Regions from separate parts of the Anolis sagrei genome. Here region 1 is linked to region 2. The links are chromatin contacts, called in public Hi-C maps. All regions are on one chromosome and are shown on one strand. Each heading gives the region's core, a stretch centred on a gene start, on an enhancer-like site or on the middle of the called end of the contact. The rest is flanking DNA. Distances are from core to core; before and after follow the strand shown.

Region 1 (2,700 bases), core at 131-2,630, 150 kb after region 2:
GTCAGGAATGGTGGGAGTTGGAGTCCAAAACTCCCAGAGGGCATATGTTTGCCCAAGCCTGATCCCTTCCTTTTTCCTTTCTGACTTAAGCGGCTAAGGGGGAAAAGGAAGGGTCCTGAGGCTGTTGGGAATGGTGGGTATTGCAGTCCAAAACACCTGGAGGGACCAATGTGCCCATGCATGGTCCTTTCCTTTCCCCCTTTCCCGCTTAAGTGGCTAAGGGGAAAAAAGGGACCTGAGGCTTTTAGGAATGGTGGGAGTTGGAGTCCAAAACACCTTGAGGGAGGGCCCATGTTTGCCCAGGCCTGATCTATACTGTAGAAGGGATGCAGTTTGGCATCCCTTGAACTACCAGGAGGGCAGAATACGATGGGAACCTGGAGATTGTAGAGGAGGCTACAGACCAGGCCTGGGCCAACTTCGGCCCTCCTCCAGGTGTTTCGGACTTCAACTCCCACCAGTCCTAACAGCCTACCGTCACCGGCTGTTCAATTGTGGGAGAAGAAGTCCTAAACCCTTGGAGGAGGGCCGAACCTGGCCCAGGGCGGCTCCAGACTTTGAATGCCGGTGGGATTCTGGGGGATTGTAGTTTGCAGAGGCGCCAAGGTACTATGCAAGTGCGCCCCGTGCCCTAGAGAGAGGGAGAGAGGGAGGGAGGGAGCCTGACCTGGGAGCTGAGGTAGCGCTTGAGGCACTCCTCGCAGACGGGCTTCTTGCAGCAGGGCAGCGGCTTGAGGGGCTTCTCCTCCAGGCAGACGCGGCAGGTGAGGACCAGGAGGGGGCCGAAGTCCGCCGCGAGCAGCCCCGAGAAGGGCTCCGGGAGCAGGTAGAGGTCCACCACCTCCAGCCCCCCGCTGCTGCTGCTGCTGCTGTTGTTGTTCTCTCCGGGGCCGCCATGGCTTGGCGGAGGCGGCGAGGCGGAGGCAGGCGGGGAGGGCTGCTCGGCCGACGCCTCTCCTCCTCCTCCTCCGCCGGGCTGAAGCTCGCCCTCCACGCAGTAGACGGTGCAGTAGACGCCGGGCCTGCGAGCCGGGAGGCGGCGGGTGCTGCTGCTGCTGCTGCGGCGGGTGCTGTTGCTGTTGCTGTTGGCCCCTTCCGCCGCCAAAGGGGGCGCCTCTTCGGCGGCGGCGGCGGCGGCGGAGGACTCAGCGGAGGCGCTCCTCGGCGGAGGCTGGGGTCCCTCGGCCGGAGGGAGAGGGGGCTCCGGAGGGCTGCTGGCCGTGCTGAGCTGCTCCCCCATGGCCGCCGATGCAGCCCATCCAGCCGCCGCCGCCTCCGCCGCCTCCCCGAGAGGAGGATCCTCCTCCCTCCGAGAGCAGCCAGCCAGCCAACGACGCAGCAGCCGGCGCCGCGGCAGGAAAAGCCCAAGCCGCCTCCTCTTCCTCCCTCCCCTCTTCCTCCTCCTCCTCCTCCTCCTCCTCCTCCTCCAACCCGGCGACGCCCCGCCAGGGACCGCCTCGTCCGGCTCGGGGCGCGTCTACGCCGCACTTGGACACCGCTTGCAGCGCCTGGCCCCAGGCTGACGGAGGGATCCCCGGAGCGGGCACTCTTCGCCTCCCAGGATTCCCTAGCCTTCGGCCACACACGGCCGTCCTCTTCCTCCAGTAAGGCTCAGTGGCGCCCACCTCAAGGCCCTTCCCCACAGCCCTATCGCCCGGAATACCTAGGCAGAAAATCCCACCTTCTCTGAGTGTGGACGCAGGTCACCCAGGGCCCTTCCACACAGCCCCATATCCCAGAAGATCAAGGCAGAACGTCCCACAACATCTGCATTGACCTGGGTTATCTGAGTCCACACTCATATAATGTGGGATTTTCTGCCTTGAGATTCTGGGATATAGGTCTGTGGGGAAGGGCCCAAAGGGTTTTTGAGGACGCCAACTGGGGGGCCCTTTCACACAGCCATATCACCCAAAATATCAAGACAATATGTGCTTTGAACCGGCTTATTTGGGGTCTCTTCCACACAGCTGAATACAATCCCAGTTCATCTGCTTTGAACTGGGATACATGGCCATGTATACTCAGGGCCCTTCCACACAGCCCTATAGCCCAGAATGTCAAGGTAGGAAATCCCTCAATATCTGCTTCGAATTGGGTCATCTGAGGCCACACTGCCATATATCCCAGTTCAAAGCAGATAATGCAGATTTTATTCAGCAGTGTGGTATTTTTTTGTCTTGATATCCTGGGATATAGAGCTATGTGGAAGGGCCCTCAGATAACCCAGTACAAAGCAGATATTGTGGGATTTTCTGACTTGATATTTTGCAATATAGGGGCCTCCAGAGCTGTTGAATTTCCTGTCCAAAAGGTGGGTGGTTTGAATCCAGGGAGCTCCCGCTGTTAGCCCCAGTTTCTGCCAACCTAGCAGTTTGAAATCATGCAAACGTGAGTTGCTCAATAGGTACCGCTTCAGCGGGAAGGTAATGGCCTTCCATGCAGGCATGCCAGCCACATGACCTTGGAGGCATCTACGGACAACACCAGCTCTTCAGCTTAGAAATGGAGATGAGCACCACCCACAGAACCAGGCATGACTAGACTTAGGCCCCTTCCACACAACTGCTTTGAACCAGGATATATGACAGTGTGGATTCATATAACTCAGTTCAAAGCAGATATTGTAGACTTTTCTGCCTTGATCTTCTGGGTTACGTGGCTGTGTGGAAAGGCACTCCCAGAAACCCAAGGCAATGT
Region 2 (2,700 bases), core at 165-2,664:
GACAACCAGACTGATTGATAACTGGCAAATAGAGGGAGAAAATGTGGAGGCAGTGACAGACTTTGTATTTCTAGGTGCAAAGAGTATTGCAGATGCAGGTTGCAGCCAGGAAATCAGAAGACATTTACTTCTTGGGAGGAGAGCAATGACCAATCTTGATAAAATAGTGAAGAGTAGAGACATCACACTGACAACGAAGATCCACATAGTTAATGCAATGGTATTCCCCGTAGTAACCTATGGATGTGAGAGCTGGACCATAGGCAAGGCTGAGCGAAGGAAGATAGATGCTTTTGAACTGTGGTGCTGGAGGAACTGTGGTGCTTCTTGGACCGCAAGAGGATCCAACCAGTCCATACTTCAGGAAATAAAGCCCGGCTGCTCATTGGAGGGAAGGATATTAGAGGCAAAGATAAAGTATTTTGGCCACATCATGAGAAGACAGGAAAGCTTAGAGAAAAGAATGATGATGGGGAAAATGGAAGGAAAAAGGAAGAAGGGCCGACCAAGGGCAAGATGGATGGATGGCATCCTTGGAGTGACTGGATTGACCTTGAAGGAGCTGGGGGTGGCCACGGCCGACAGGGAACTCTGGCGTGGACTGGTCCATGAGGTCATGAAGAATCGGAACCAACTGAACAAATAAACAACAAATAAATATAAACCAGTTTTCTATGCTTTCTGAACCCCTTCTTCCCTGTATCCCCTACCCTTTGAAGCTTTGGGTGCTATCTAAACTGCAGAATTAATGCAGTTTGGCATCACTTTGACTGCCTGGCTCAGTGCTAGGGAGTCCTGGGATTTGTAGTTTGTCAAGGCACCAACACTTTTTGGCAGAGAAAGCCAGAGAGTTCCAGGAGCCTTTCTATAGCAATGCTACCCATTGGGGCATATGTCTTAATTTCTCTATCAGTTCTTATATCTCTTTTGTCTCTTCATTATTTTATATCTTAAAAATCTGTAATTTTTCAAAATCGTGACTGCAACTCCCATCATCCCTTCCTCACTTGCTCTGCTCAGCTTTTATTTATTTTGTATCAAAAGCAGTGCATAAATTAGTATAAAACCGATGAAAATAGAAGGAGCGCAGGTGGCTAAATATCTTTTGACCAAAAACGGGCAACAGCAATGGCATTCCTGCTTCTTGGCAGGGGGTTGGACTGGATGGCCCATGAGGTCTCTTCCAACTCTTTGATTCTATGATTGTCTGTAGCCTCCAACAACTCTTCCTCTGTACATGAGGCAGGGCATAGTGGACAAGCATACAGATGCACAATTGTCTGTTCTGCTCCATAGCTTTGAATGGTCCAGTTTTGAATGGCCTTCTATTTGCAAAGGGGGGGGGAGGCAAGGAGGGAGGAGGGGTGGTGCAAAAGGTGACGTCAGATCCACAGAGCCAATGAGGAGCCGAAGAGCGCAGAGACCCGGATGCTTGGCTCTCTCTCTTCCTCCTGTGTTGGCTGCTCTCGCCTCGGTAGTCATGGGGAGCTTGCTGCAGTTTCTGAGGCTGGTGGGGCAGCTGAAGGTGAGCAGCCGAGGACGCTTTGCTTAAGGAGCAGAAATGGGGGGGATTGGGGAATTGTTACGGCTGGACATCATTGGCTTCCAATGGGAGATATCCACAGGTTCCCCCTCCTCATTTCAGAATGGTCTTTCCCAGTTGTATTCCCTGGTAGACGAGATAGTTAGGCAGGACTGCGATTCCAGTCAAGGCTCTAGGGGGCGCTGTATTGCAAGGCAGCGAGAATTAACTACTGCTTCAGTAGGTGTTTTGGACTTCAGCTCCCAGAAGCCTCAGCTGCTTCGGCCAATGCTTAGGGATTCTGGGAGCGGTAGTCCAGAAACCATCCCTAGAAGGCCAGTGTACAGCAGTAGTTCCTAACCATTTGCTTGGGACTTCAACACTCAGAAGCCCCAACCAGGTTGGCCAACTGTCAGGAATTCTGAGAATTGAACTCTTAATATGAAATGCATGAAAGCAGAATTGAATTCAGATTGTTATTACTATTTGCAACACGACAAGATTAGTACACAGCAAATAAGATCATTATGCTGGCTTTTGTATTCAGTCACACTTCCCAAGTGTCTAGGACTGTGTAATGTATCAGCGAATAATGTGTGTAGATACCAGTAGGGTGGCCTTTTGCCGCTTACAGATGATGATTTTGTCAGCGCCGATTGTGTTTAAGTGCAGGCCAAGGTCTTTCGGCACTGCACCCAGTGTGCCAATCACCACTGGGACCACCTTTTCTGGCTCGTGCCAGAGTCTTTGCAGTTCGATCTTTAAATCTTCATATTGTGTCAGCTTTTCCATTATTATTATTATTATTATTATTATTATTTGAAACACAACAAGATGAGTCCACAGCAGACACTCTGCTGGCTGTTGTATTGGATCACACGTCGGACACTTCCCAAGTGTATCGGTGAATAATGCGTGCAGATCCCAGTATGGTGGCCTTCTGCAGCTGGTAGATGGTAATTTTGTCAGCGCTGATTGTGTTTTAGTGCAGGCCAAGGTCTTTAGTTACTGCACACAGAGTGCTAATCACCACTGGGACCACCTTTACTGGCTTGTGCCAGAGTCTTTGCAGTTTGATCTTTAAATACTCATATCATGTCATCTTTTCCAGTTGTTGCTCTTCAATCCTGCTGTACCTGGGATTGCAACATCGACAATCCATACTTTGTTTTTTTAAC

Evidence for each region. Hi-C and Micro-C count contacts between places; a contact is called where the count stands out from the background.
Region 1: a Hi-C map of mixed tissue shows a contact between it and region 2, with 2.9 times the contacts expected there. The contact joins the promoter of RNF217 here to the promoter of HDDC2 in region 2. A contact is called at or near these places in 2 of 2 Hi-C or Micro-C datasets (both in mixed tissue).

What each region holds. Positions count from the first base shown.
Region 1 is chr1:85,813,767-85,816,466 of rAnoSag1.mat, forward strand. RNF217 (ring finger protein 217) reads right to left here and starts at 1,381. Exons shown (of 7, transcript XM_067466853.1): 1 at 668-1,381. The coding sequence starts at 1,240. It overlaps LOC132760940 (a long non-coding RNA gene), which reads left to right and starts at 680. Exons shown (of 3, transcript XR_009629906.2): 1 at 680-764.
Region 2 is chr1:85,659,081-85,661,780 of rAnoSag1.mat, forward strand. HDDC2 (HD domain containing 2) reads left to right here and starts at 1,415. Exons shown (of 6, transcript XM_060753287.2): 1 at 1,415-1,525. The coding sequence starts at 1,481.